Regions from separate parts of the Mus musculus genome. Here all the other regions are linked to region 2. The links are chromatin contacts, called in public HiChIP or PLAC-seq maps. All regions are on one chromosome and are shown on one strand. The core of a region is the stretch at or near the end of the contact, and the rest is flanking DNA. Distances in the headings are between cores, read along the strand shown.

Evidence for each region. HiChIP or PLAC-seq counts read pairs in DNA pulled down with a chosen protein or histone mark.
Region 1: an HNF4G HiChIP or PLAC-seq map of pancreatic cancer cells shows a contact between it and region 2. The contact joins two enhancer-like sites. A contact is called at or near these places in 3 of 484 Hi-C or Micro-C datasets (CD8 T cells, liver and nephron progenitors) and 4 of 115 datasets of contacts at active chromatin or transcription factors (embryonic fibroblasts, embryonic stem cells and pancreatic cancer cells).
Region 3: a contact with region 2 is called in a FOXA1 HiChIP or PLAC-seq map of pancreatic cancer cells. The contact joins two enhancer-like sites. A contact is called at or near these places in 1 of 484 Hi-C or Micro-C datasets (CD8 T cells) and 3 of 115 datasets of contacts at active chromatin or transcription factors (embryonic fibroblasts, pancreatic cancer cells and stem cell-derived neural progenitor cells).

The regions. Positions count from the first base shown.
Region 1 is chr12:70,776,278-70,780,888 of GRCm38.p6, forward strand. No RefSeq gene overlaps it. Among named protein-coding and RNA genes, the nearest start is that of Gm51973, 32 kb to the left of the region's middle. Within about 2 kb of position 2,679, at least 30 of the 459 cell types and tissues checked have an H3K27ac peak or open chromatin away from gene starts, as enhancers often do. A contact at or near this core is called in embryonic fibroblasts and pancreatic cancer cells, where this site is marked.
Region 2 is chr12:70,614,088-70,618,404 of GRCm38.p6, forward strand. The region is part of intron 1 of Gm40436 (a long non-coding RNA gene); the gene reads left to right. Among named protein-coding and RNA genes, the nearest start is that of Gm40436, 26 kb to the left of the region's middle. Within about 2 kb of position 2,649, at least 53 of the 459 cell types and tissues checked have an H3K27ac peak or open chromatin away from gene starts, as enhancers often do. A contact at or near this core is called in embryonic fibroblasts and pancreatic cancer cells, where this site is marked.
Region 3 is chr12:70,798,628-70,803,232 of GRCm38.p6, forward strand. No RefSeq gene overlaps it. Among named protein-coding and RNA genes, the nearest start is that of Frmd6, 25 kb to the right of the region's middle. Within about 2 kb of position 1,309, at least 85 of the 459 cell types and tissues checked have an H3K27ac peak or open chromatin away from gene starts, as enhancers often do. A contact at or near this core is called in embryonic fibroblasts and pancreatic cancer cells, where this site is marked.

The sequences.
Region 1 (4,611 bases), core at 1,429-3,928, 160 kb after region 2:
AGAAAGATTAATGAGAGAAGAAATGCTAAAACAAGTTTCTAAGAAGCTCTGCTTCTAAGTACACAGTTCCCAGGTCCGCTAGCATTCTCTGGGCTAGCCCAGCATGGGGACCAGCTGTAATCTGGTCCTGGAAACATTGCTGGAGTGTAGGAAGAAACAGGCCTGGGAACAGAGCTGACTCTGGAAGCAGATAGCTGCCGCCTTCTCCCGACTTTGTTTGTTTGTTTTGTTTGTTTTTCATATGGAATTTGAAGAAAGAACAAGAAGCCATTTTATAGCTCCAAGGCTTTCTCTCCAGCAGAAAATGCTCCCATTTTCGATCCTTGGCAATGAACACATTAAAAAGAGAGATGAGAGAAAATAGCTTTGTGATATAGAGGAAAGCAATCAGCTGAGCAAACCAAAACAGCAGACCCCAGCCAGAAATCCCGTCAGCAACTGTAGACAGCGAGCGCACAGACCCCAGCCAGCAATCCCATCAGCAACTGTAGACAGCGAGCACACAGACCCCAGACAGAAATCATGTCAGCAACTGTAGACAGCGAGAGCACGGCCCCAGAGCCAAACCTAGACCCTGCATAGTTAGTGCGCAAGCGCCCTAAGAACAACCCAGATGCAGTGGGTGGGCTATGTGGGCACAGCGTTCGAGTCAGGCTCTGGCAGCCCCTTTGGCACCCTGCCACTTCTCCGAGGCAGTACAGCCTCCTCCGCCACTCTGGCTTGACCCAGTGGTCAGGTCCTGAATGATGACAACTTCCCAGGGTAAATTATTTTCCTTAAATGCAGAAGCAAATGTTTTTGAGATCCTCTGACTTCTCTGCCCTCCGTGCCCTCTGAAAACTAATCTAACCTCTGAGTGGTGTGATGTCAGACCAAGGCCCCAGGTCCTCCCAGGTTGGGATGGAGAACCGGTAATCTCTACCTTTCTCGGATCAGCGACCAATCTCCAGCCATCTAATTCAGGCTCCTACAGAGTTAGCAGAAAGCTTGAAATCACAAACTTGAACTTTATAAATCCAAAGTCACACTGTTGATTTTCTAAGTTTTAATTACAACATTCTGATTTCTCCCCAAAAACTACAAAAAAAGAAAACACATTTGCTTCTCTTCCCCCTTTCAGAAAGCCCTCCTTTGAATTACCAAGGGGAATTGATGCCCTGGACCCAGACAATTACTACAGTCGGCAGCAAAGATGTGCAGAATCTTGGGGGCTTGACTTCTTTTTCTCCATTTTGTACCGTATTTCAGAAGAACACGAGGAACTGGCACATACTTTACTTATCAACAGGAATCACAATACTCCCTTGCCATTGACTAAAGAAATCCATTTGACTCTTGCAGGGTGGTGCAGGCAGGGTAGGGAAGGCTGGGATAGATGTAGAATTACAATCCCCGAAGGCAGCATAGCTTTCTGTTGCTCTTTAGCACAAGGGCTCTGGGTCTTCCTCAAGCCCCCATGCTCTGCTCGGTTTGCAAGGGCTGCAGTAACAGCAGAGCGCCTACTCCTCCCCAGCTAAGTCACAAACTCACCAGGAAGCCTTTATTTTTCTGCAATTTAGAATTTAAAGCAGCAATTTCATCTATAACATCTAAGCCCAGAATTTATTTTTAGCTTTTTCACAAAGAGAGTTGTATTCATTCAACCTTGCCTGACAATATAAGGAGGAAAAAGTGTTTTGCTTTAAAATAATAATTTAAAAAAAGTATAGATTTTAATTAGCTAAGCAGTGTGCCTTTCTCTGAATCATCAAACCTTGGCCATGGCCAAAGGCAGAGAGCCAGCTGAAGTGGAACTATGGTCAGATGAAGAGAGCAATGTCAAGGGCTGGCAGAAGCAGCAGTTGCCAGTATTCTGGTTAGTAATTTGCATATTATTGTAATGACCTATTAACACTTAGCTTTGAAATGAAAATTGAGTGATTAAAGAAAAAGCTATCTGGCAGCCATTTTTAGAACATAGAGATAAGGTGTATTTTCACCCCTGACTTCCTGAAGTAACTGGGGTGCGCAGATGTGAAGCTTCAAGCTTCTCTTCACCCCCACTCCTAGTACTCCCCACACCCAAGGAAATCTCATGGCTGGGGAAAGTTATCTGGCTCAAAGCCCCTAGGTGGAAGCACTGGGTGCCCCAGGGCTACCTTTTCCTGACAACTTAGAGAGGCATTTTCTTGCCCTGGGTTTAAAATGTCTTTCTGGGAAGGAAACTTGCAGCCTCATTTTGGGTAGCTCACCCCACCCCCAACCCCAAGGGTGAGTGCATCCTTGCAGAAGTTTCAAATCTTTACTTCAGAGCCTGACAAATCTCTGCAAATTTACTAAAAGGTTCGAGAACTGCCTCCAAGCTTGGGTTGCTGCTTAATGAAAGAAGAAAAAAAAAGAATTTTTCTTTGATCATTTATGCACATGTAAAGCCATGAAATAGGGACACTTGGATAAAAGCAATGGCCCCTGAGGATGTTGTAAAGCCATTATCCACGATACTGGAGTCTACTTCACTTTATCTCTATATGCTAATGTTTTTGAAAAGGAAGAAATGATTTACTCACTTTATGACTCTGAAAAGTTAGTCACCAAAAAAGCACTAAAGTAAAGAGAAAAACCGTTCCCACTCTCCTCCCCAGCAGCTGTCCTCCACTGAGTGAGTCATCCCGGAATCTTCCTGTCAGTGGCATGGCTGAAACCTTTTCCCATCACCCCACCTTGCCTAAGCAAAGTGGACAATGTTATCAGACTTAGGCTCACAGGAGAGTGCCCCAATAAGCCAGATCCAGCCACCTAACCTCAATAACCCAATTTATATAAACATGAATAATGAAAAGCAGAAAAGGGGGATATTCTGCATGTGGCCACACTGAGAAGAGGGGCAACAGGAGAGTTAGGTTCAAACAGAAGCCAAGAGATATACATGGCCCAGAGGCCATCCCCGCCCACCACTGTCTCAGCTCACGTCTCACCAGTAATCATCTAACAACTTGTGAACCTTTCTCCAGGGGAAAAGTTCCTCCTCTGGCTGGCCCCTGGGCTTCAGGTTTTCCCTCTCCAGCAGGAGATGCCTAGGGAAGGTCTAACATCCTGGATTCCAGTGATTCAATAATCTAATAGCCAAAGAGAAGGGAGCAAGAGTGTCTTAGACTATATCCACTCCTGCCAGCTCTACAAGAGGACACGGTTATAGCCACTAGTTCACATGGTACCATGCATGTTGAATATTGGCAATTTTTTAATGTTGTCTGCTACCACTTAAGTTGGGGATATGAAACCAAGGTCCCCAAGGTACAGTGTGTAGAGAATTGTCCCAGACACTCTCTCTCTCTCTCCCTCCCTCCCTCTCTCTCTCTCTCCCTCTCTCTCTCTGTTGTTTTGGTTTTTTGATACAGGGTTTCTTTGTATAGCTCTGGTTGTCCTAGAACTCGCTCTGTAGACCAGGCTGGCCTCCAACTCACAAGGATTCACCTGCCCCTGCCTCTGCGAGTGCTGGAATTAAGTTCAGGCACCACCACTGCCCAGCTGTGATTTGAACTTGGCCTTTCCTTTATATCACTAGTGCTCTGCTGCCCTGGCTAAACAGTTGGCAGCGGAATTATCTTAACCTTCTTGACCAGACTCACAGCATCAAAATCACCTTCCTGGATAAACAGCTGGATATCCTGTGCTCAAAAAGGACTTCTTCAACATCCAGTTAGTTACATAACTACATATTCTTAGAGTGGAAACTCCCAGACGATAGCTGGTCCCTACCAGTCACTCCTTGATGTGAATGACTTCCTGAAAGATAATTAGATACTCCAAGAAACAGAGCTGACTAAGGAAAAGAAAAGTCATGTTTGTCATTTTATTTTAGTTTGCTTTGGGGATAAGATCTCACTGTGTAGCTCTGGCTGACCCAGAACTTTATGTAGACCAGGCTGGTCACAGAGAGCTGTCCTCTTGCCTCTGCTCCTGAAGGCTGAGATTGAAGGCCTGTGCTACCACTCCCAGCTGTGCAAGGTGGTTCTTAGGGGACAGGTTGGACCAAGTTAGCTTTTAACCTCCTGAGACTACAAGTGTGTGCCTTCATGCTAGACAATTTTTGAACCTGGGAACCTGGGAAGGATGACCCACCTACTATGGAAAGGCTTGGGGACAGTAGGTGTGGACGTGAGTGGGTGTGGGTGTAGGGTGTCAAGTCCAGAACAAAGAACGATGAAGAGAGAATCCTTACTAACTCTGTGGCTTGGTCTGTGGCTAGATACAGGTATATTATTACCTCATTAGTATGAATGGATAATTTGCAGTATGAGTGGGCCACTTGCTATAGTGATCCACACATAAAGAGGACTTTTTGCAGTCTTTGAATGATTGAAAAAACTAAAAGAAGAATATTATTCTATGACATATATAAGAACTTTATGGAATTCAGTTTCAGTGTTTATAAATAAAGTTTTATTGAGACAGTCTCCCTGGTTCATGTATGTCTTTTCTACGGCAGATTTTGTGCTATGATGGTAGACTTGAACAGTTTTATCAGAGATCTTATTTGTAAATACTGAAATACCTTCCCTTTTCAAAAAAAAATTCCATCAACTCCTGGAGTATGGCAAAGTATTATTTCTTTTCAGTTTTAACACATTC
Region 2 (4,317 bases), core at 1,399-3,898:
GACTGATAACTTGGTTACCAGCCCCTTAGTTTGTAAATTCTCTGAATAATAGGGTTATATTAAAGATTCCTGCCTTAATTAGTGAATTTTCTTATTACTGTGACACAAGGTAGCTACTGACTTATACTTTCAGAAAAAGTGACAAAGTCTATTATGGGGGTGTCCAGGCTTAGGGACTGAAGTGGCTTGGCCAGTGGCAGTGGAGACTTGCATTGACAGCTGCTCAGGAAGCAAAGAGGGCTAGACACGGACTTGGTGTGACCTATGGCCCTCAAAATTCTACCCCTAGGAGTCAAAGTCTGCCAGTTGAGGCCTTGAGCTGGACCCTCGGTTCCACAGCTTAGAGCTTTATAAATACCAGATGGATACCATCACCAATTGTTCAAACACCAGAGCCTGTGGGGGAATGTTCCATATCCAAACCACAATGACCAGATCGCTCTCCTCTGTACTAACACTAGATATGAAAAGCAAGACCCTGGGCTTCCAGTCTCCATCTTTTAGTGCAAGACAGCAATTCTCAACCTGTGAGTCGGGACCCTTTAGGGGTATTTACATTATTATCCATAACAGTAGCAAAATTACAGTTATGTAGTAGCAATGAAAATACTTTTATGGTGGGGGGGTCATCACAACATGAGGAACTGCATCTGGAAGGTTGAAAACCACTGCTGTAATAAGATAAAGCATGTGGGGATTGTGGGATAGTGGTGGGGTATAAATATTAGTGGCCAGAGGATACACTGTGGTGGAAGAATGATAGCCACAAATTCTTTAATAACTCTGTCACTAAGAGACGGAATTTAGTTCTCTTCCTTGTAGATCTGGAAAGTCTGTTGGTATTAGCCAGTGGAGACCTGCCAGATATAGTTGTGGGATAACCAGGGACTACCTTAAAAGGAAGAGCAGTTTTCACCAGTTTCTAGGGCTCTGAACTACACCAATAAGAAGCCTGGTACACGGGAAGACAATGAGATATACTCTGGTACTACATGGGCAGAAGAGCACAGGGACAACCAGAACACAGGCTCTTATTACCCTGATGGCATAGAACAGGGATCCTCCAAACCAATCTAGCTGTCACCGGATACCCCCACTGTGTGATCACAACTGACACTACACAGAGAAAAATCACCTTGCTCAAATTCCTGTCCGTCAAAATCATGAGGCCCACAAAAGGCACTGTTGGCTAGTAGGTGCTGTGGTCCCAAGTAAACACTTCCATGTGGCGACAGACATCTCGGGTGTGCAGAGGACACCACTCGGCCTCCCATTTCACATTCCGTGGTTTCATGGGTTTTGTTTGTTCGCTTTCTATGCTTTTCAAGACAGGATTTCTCTGTGTAACAGCCCGAGCTGTCCTGGAACTCACTCTGTAGACGGTGTTCACAGAGATCCACCTGCCTCTGCCTCCCTAGCACTGTAATTAAAGGTATGCGCCACCTCTACATGGCTGGTTTGTGAATTTTTGATGAGATCCAGCACTGGGCGCCTTGGTCTTTAGGCCTGGATCTGACAGCAATGCCCCTATGTCCTTGAGCAAGCACTACCTCTTCACCTGGTCTTATTTTTGACATTTGCCAAATGAGACTGTGACACTAAACCTTTGAGTTTCCCTTCATCCATGGCATCTTGTGGCAGTCAGCATATATGATCAATAGTAAGTACTAATGCGGAAGGATATTTTCACAGGAAACTCAGAACACACCAATCTCTTCCTGACTATCACTGCCTCAGTCCAGACTCTGACCCAACACCTAGGAGCCAATAGTTTTGTGTAATAGTTTCAGGCACCTCACTTCCTGGGTGGGGACACACCCTGTGAATGCAAATAGCTCAAGACTAAAAGGAGAGAGGGAGAGGGAGGAATAAAACTGGGCTCAGCGCCCATCCATTCATTCCACAAAACTCTTGTGTTGCATGAGGATGGGGCAAAGGATGTATCGGGGCCACGGGCTCTTCTGGTGGACTGAGAAGAGTAAGGAAATTCATCCTGTGTAAGTCTGGACTTGCAGCTCAATAACAAATCCATCTGTGAGATGGTCCGAATTTACCCACTTGGCCTTCGTGACATGTCAAAGGCAGAAAGAAAGCGTTCTTTGTGTGGAAGGCTGAGATCTGCACTGTCCCAGGACTGTAAATATAGCTGCTTACTTCCTGAAGCTCCAGTTAGTCCCTGGTGACCTTTCCCAAAGTATTCTTTTTCTGGTTTCCATTAATAGCTCCGGCCCTAAGTCACTACTGTTGACAATGTGCATGGCAGTGTATTGAAAGAAGGAACACTGCAGCTTGGTGCAACTTGGAATTGTTTGTTCAAGCCTTTAGCTTTAAAATTGAGACATATCCTTGTGCAGAAGGTTCACGGGGTCCTAGCAGTTCAAAGTCAAAGGCAGGCTCCTAACGTGCCCTGGAGCATCATCAAAAGAACAGTCCTCAGCTCCCTTCCCCCCATAAATCAAACCCAAAGATCCCCAGGAAGAGCATTTCTCTAATCTTCCCCTTAAATACAAGAAGCATCAATACAAAACATGACCCGCGTGGTGTTTCCTCCCCTTGGGTGGCAGCTGCTAGAATGCAACCCTGCCTTCTGTATTCAAGAGATCTTTTATTCCCAGCTGCTCAAGCCAAGCCACAAGGCTTGAAGGAATGCTTGGGATGTTGTGACTGAGGGCACAAAGAATCCGTGGTGTGGCTCTGAAATAGGGGCAGCTCTAGAGCAAAGAGCTAAAAGAACCAGGGATTGGGCTTGTATTCCTATTCCTCTCTCCCTCTCTCCCTCTCTCCCTCTCTCCCTCTCTCCCTCTCTCTCCCTCTCTCCCTCTCTCCCTCTCTCCCTCTCTCCCTCTCTCCCTCTCTCCCTCTCTCCCTCTCTCCCTCTCTCCCTCTCTCCCTCTCTCCCTCTCTCCCTCTCTCCCTCTCTCCCTCTCTCCCTCTCTCCCTCTCTCCCTCTCTCCCTCTCTCCCTCTCTCCCTCTCTTCCTCTCTCCCTCTCTCCCTCTCTGTATATGTGTGTGTGTGTTCACAATGGTACATACATATGCTGGCTCTGGTCTCAAAGTATTCTTTGAATTTTTTTTTAAGACAATTAAAGGTTTTGTTGTCAACATCTAATCTAGAAGAGTCTCAGAATGACTCATTGGGCACTGGGCCATCATACCTGTGGCTAGCCAAGTTCAGTGAGAAAATTTTAGAATTAGAGAAAGGAGGCTGTGCCTTTCTTATTAATGGCTAAGCCATTGTCCCTGATAAGAGATTTTTAAAGTTTGCAAATAGGAAACGGGACACTCCAGCTGGGACTCTTTCTAAAGAGGACTCCTTATTTCACTTGATATTGAGCAATTTGGGTATGCCAGGGGCACCAACAGAAGTTGTTTTTCCGAAAAATATTCATAATCGATTTTCAATTTATCCTCTCTACAAAAGGAAAAGTTCCCCATAATATCACCTGGCATGGATCGGGTAGGTTTGAAGGATTTTTGTTCCCCTTGAAGTCAGAGACACCACCACACACCTGGGAGGTCTTTTGATGTGGCCAGTGCTTGCATACTTGGTGCCTCTTTCAAACCTACATTTCTAGGAAAAGTGAATGTGAGTTTATGGTTCATGGTCCATAGCTGAAACATCATGGGTTTAGATGACATACAGCTGGTGACATAAAGGACAGATACAGATACAGACACAGACACAGATACAGAGATAGATAGATAATAGATAGATAAATAGATAGATAGGGATATAGGTAGATTTATAGAGATATAGATTATCCTGTTGTCCTTGTTCAAATCTTCCCAGTTCTTACTAATCTATTACTGAGAAGAGACACTGATTGATAGGAGGAGGAGGAGGCTCAGTGGACCTAGTCCAGCTCAACTTCTGGCCCTACCACATGCCCATAGATGCTACCTAACATGAGGGTCCCTGAACAGTACTTACAAGTCCCAAGATTGATTTTCCTCCTGATGAAGAGGAAAGAGTCTACCTCCCTTTTACAAACAGAGAAGTAGAGGAATTAACAACAATCTGGTACGTGAGGTCATTTGGCTTTGACCTTTGTTGAATGTTGAATTGAGCAACTTCTCCCAGTGTGAGAGATGAGCACTGAAGTCTAAAATCCAAACGTAAAGACACTCAGAGCTTACGTTAATGGTTAGCTTGGTGATTTCTACATAACACACAGACCTTACTCTTAAGCATTTTGCAAAAATGGTTCTTATTGATACAGGAGACCAAAAAAATAACCAAGGCCTTGAATACATAGATCCCAGAGACTGCTCAGAATACCAATAATGCAAAACTGTAGGATGGAGGTCTCAGACAG
Region 3 (4,605 bases), core at 59-2,558, 180 kb after region 2:
GGAGGCCATCCAAACCTGATTTCCACTCAGTTTGGTTTGGGCACTCCACTTTTAAATTGGCCTGGGAACATCTCTAGAAGTTACCACTGGATGAAATAAATCCATCAAGGGCAGCTAATTAGCAGGAATACAGATGCCAGCAGTCGCTTACCACGGGAGCTTCAGGAGGAGATAGGGAAATGATTCTCCCCCGACCTCAAGAAAAGTTCCCCGGATTTGGCACATGCATGGGGGCTGGGTGCCAGGATCAAGGGCAGAGGGGTGAAGTCTGAGTCTCTTTCTCTGAGAACGTGTGATTCCCAAGAGTATCTCAAGTGACAGAGCTCTGATTCCCCTGTACCCTTCTGTTCAGAAGTAAGTTAAGCTCTGAACCCTCAAAATGCCAGCTTCTGCAGCCAGCAGTCCACAACCATCATTTCTAGCTCCTGGGAACGTCCCTTCTTTCCATGAGCCTTTTTCTGCTGGAGATTCCCCACCCCTGAACAGTGTAAGTCCCGTCCCTTCAGGACATGCCAAGACAGAATAATGTCCAGACCCATTCCTCTGCTGTCACAATGGGCCTGAGCTGCCTTCCAGGGCCCCGTAGATGAAGAGTGAGTGACTACAGTCCTATAGAGGACCTACAGACCTCGAGCCATGCTGCAAACATACACTCGGCTGCTAGCACGAGATTTCCGGAGCTGCGCAATGCACCCACACGTTTCTTCAAGTTCTGCTGCTTCTGGAGATGGCCTCCAAGACAGAAATAGGTACCTGAGGAAGATGTAGCATCCAAGCCAGCCAGCCAGCTGACTTGCCAGAGTTTGCTGGTGAACTCGAGGCTGTTTGCTGCTACGGGGCTTTCACAGCGCCACATTCCAGGGCTGCCGTATAATTTACTTTAAACACAGAGTGGCACTTAACCACGCCACTGTTTGTGTCCAACTCAGCACTCAAGGGAAGCTGCCTTTTAAGCCTTAACTTTTTGAAGTTATCTCACCACCACACGTGACTTTGGCAGCCTGGTTATTTGTGCTTGAGGGGGTGACTCAAAGGCTGTAAGTGTGGAGTTAGACGTGTAGCCTCCCTAAGGGAATAGGCCTGCCACTCCCACTGATCCAACTACACGGGGCTACAGGCTTTTCTGCCTTGCCGCTTTGCCTGCTTCTTGCAGTGCTGAGCTGCTCCCCTGCGACCCAAGGCCGAGCTACTGCCGGGATCAACTCCCTTAGTGCCACAGCACACCAGAATGGCCTGTGTCACCCAACTGAGCTTCCAAAGAGACTTGAATGTCTGGTTGCTCCACCCTGAGGGCTGTTCAGGGAGATGGGCGGAGCCTCATGAGAACACACAGGAGGCTAGATAACTCTGCTTGGTTAGATGCTATTCCTCACTGTGTCCGGGATCTCTAAACCAAAAAAAAAAAAAAAAAAAAAAAAAAAAAGTCCACAAAAACGATTCATTTCAAACCATTAGTTTAAATGTATGTAATTCGGAAACACTGACGGTATAGAAAACATACAACAGAGCCCTCCTTGCAAACCAGTGTAAGTAGGTCAATATGATTACCCCCACTTTATAGTTGGGGGACAGAATCTGCTAGGCATAGCTAAGAGCAAACGCCGGCAGAGGTGCTAAAATTAGAACTGAAGAGACTTCCCATCTGGGTCAAGCTCACGTGGTCACAGAGGAGACCAGCTCAAAGAGGGTAACCATGACATGCATCAGGTAAACCAGGCCTGTTCTTTTAGAACACAACAGGAATCAATGGCCACAACTGACGAGTACAGCTCACCTGGCGACCAACACCTGGCGATTTCCCTACATCCTTTGCCAGTGGGGCCACATCTGGGTGAGTCATGAGGTCAGTGAAGCTGCACCACTCAGATTGTCCAGTTGAGAGACTCTGAGTGCTGCGCTGGCCGTGAAGAGCGAGGGTCCAGAGAGGCTCCAGTCAGGAAGCATCCTCATAGAAGTGCATTTACGGGCACCTCCCTTCGATAAAGTTTCCTACCACCAATTATTCATTTGGTGGTTTGTTTGCCATGGATGTTTTTATTCTCCTTCCTGGAAATCAGTTCCATGGTTAAGAGTACTTGCTGCTCTTCCAGAGGAGCAAATTTAGTTTCCAGCATCCCTGTCAAACGGCTCACAATCATCTGAAACTCCAGCCCCGGGGGATCTGATGCTCTCTTCTGCCCTCCATGGGAACCCACACATATGTAGTGTACATTCACACTAACTTGGACACACATATTCAGATAAAGAAAAATTCAAACAAGGTGGGTGGTGGTATACCCCTTTAATCTCTGAGTTAGAGGCCAGCCTGGTCTACAGAGAGAGTTTTAGGACAGCCCCAGTTACACAGAGGAACTCTGTCTCAGAAGAAAAAAATCCTTAGTTTTCTTGAAAAATACAATGAGACTAAATAATGCTTGGTCCTCAAAAAAAAAGAGTTAAATCAAAATATTTATGTATTTATTTAAACAAAGTCTTGCAATAATATAGTGTAGGCTACTCTTGAATTTCCAAGTGCTAGGATATAGGATACCATTAAGCCAGATGAAAACTTAAAGTAACTGACTGGCCTCGATACACAAGCGAAGTCAGCGCTCTAGCACATGGAATGCCAGAAAGGACTAGATTGGTGTTAAAGTAAACAAAAAACGATCCTGGAAGAAGTTCTGCTCATGTTTTAGGAAATGAAATGCAATTTTAAATGCAGAACCTTTGTCTGGATGGACCAGTCAGCCCTCGTGGTTCCTCACAGTCAATCGAGGAAATGGCCTTAACACACCCAAACACCCAGATATAGTAGATTGTGAAAATTCGACCCATGTTGGCCACTCTGGATGCTGGCAGTACATGAATCATGCCTTCCCCTCCCAGTTCTGTCAGTGACTTTTGCCAAGGTCAAATTCACGTCCTGCGTTTCCCCTGCTGACAAAGCCTCTTCACCCCTCTTCAGGTTCGGTGACTTTTCCTTCTCTTTCTCAAGGTATCGCCATACACTCTGCCCATTGTGGCTCCAGGACACCCGTGGCCACTTTGCTCCCAATCCCAGCACAGCTGCTGTGCTGAGGAGCCAGGCTAACTCCTGTCATTGTCACTAGACTTTGAGCAGTCTAAGCATAAAGACTATGTTTGCTGTGCTGGGTGTAGACAGTGGGGAAACTGCTCAATAAGGGAGCAAGAGAAGGAAAGCAAGGTATCAATGCACAGCACACGCAGGGCAGGAAACAGAGTCTCAGATTTTCCCATCGACTGTTCTGAAGGTTTGCAAACTGCAGTCCTTCCTGGGAACCTTGTGGCTATTGCTAGTCAAACGTTGGGATACAGGAAAAATTCAAGTGTCTTGGAGACTCTGAATAACACATAAAAGGTAAACTGGGCTTGTCGGTTTCAGAACTGTCCTCTCTTTATTCTCAGTTTTTAAATATTGTAGTCTTCCTAATAGTGAGATGACTCGTAGGGGGAGTACATGTGAGACATTCTGTCTGTCTGCCTGTCTGTCTGTGTGTCCGTGTGTGTCCGTGTCCGTGTCCGTGTCCGTGTCCGTGTGTGTGTGTGTGTGTGTGTGTGTGTGTGTGTGTGTGTGTGTTCTTTCTATGTCTTTCATTAAATGAACTGTGCTGGGCTTTATTTAGCCTGTGAATCAGAGCATCGTCTGCAGCCGCTGCCCCAGGAGCCCACAGGGATGTTTTTCACTTAGCCTTAAAAACTTCAATGCTGAGACAGACAAACATCAGCATCAAATATTTTATACTCCACAAGTTAGTAAAATGAATTTTTAAAATGCAAATTGGAGCTAAGGGAGGTTGGAAATTTTGTCTGGGACGCACGCTTGCCTATTTAATGCCATCTTCAATGACGATGCAGTCCAATCGTGTACAAATTTAAAGCTGTGTAATTAAGCCCATTAGAAAGCTTTTAAATGTTCCAGATAGGAGAAGAGAATTATACTGATAATAAAAGTTACATTGTATAGCTTGAGACCTAGAAAGACAGTTAACATTACCTCTCCTGTTAGATAGAAGAGCCAACATTATCACAATTTTAAGTCGCCATCATTGACTGCCTCCTCTGTCTCAAGCATAATGTGAGGCTAGAGGAAAATGCCACCAGCAAAACTGGTAGTTAGACTCTGTGTATGTTAGTGGCAGAAATGAGAGGGCCCTAGATCTTTCTAAGAGTTACAAAGGAACTCAGGGGATGTTGAATAATTTCTATGGTTCGAATTTTTTGAGAATCAATGAAATAAAAACTGAAAACAGAAACCAGTATCTCTACTATTTCTAAGCCTGCATTTATCCCATGGCCCTTTTAGAATCTCCCTTTTCTCTCTCTCTCTTCCTTCCTTCCTTCCTTTCTTTCTTTCTTTCTTTCTTTCTTTCTTTCTTTCTTTCTTTCTTTCTTCCTTCCTTCCTTCCTTCCTTTCTTCTTTCTTTCTCTCTTCCTTCCTTTCTTCCTTCCTTCCTTCTTTCCTTCCTTTCTTTCTTTCTTTCTTTCTTTCTTTCTTTCTTTCTTTCTTTCTTTCTTTAATGATGGCATATTCTAGACAGGGCAGAAAGCAGCGCCTGTACAATGCTTGTCTATACTTTGGAACTGAATTGATTCGGCGTCTTA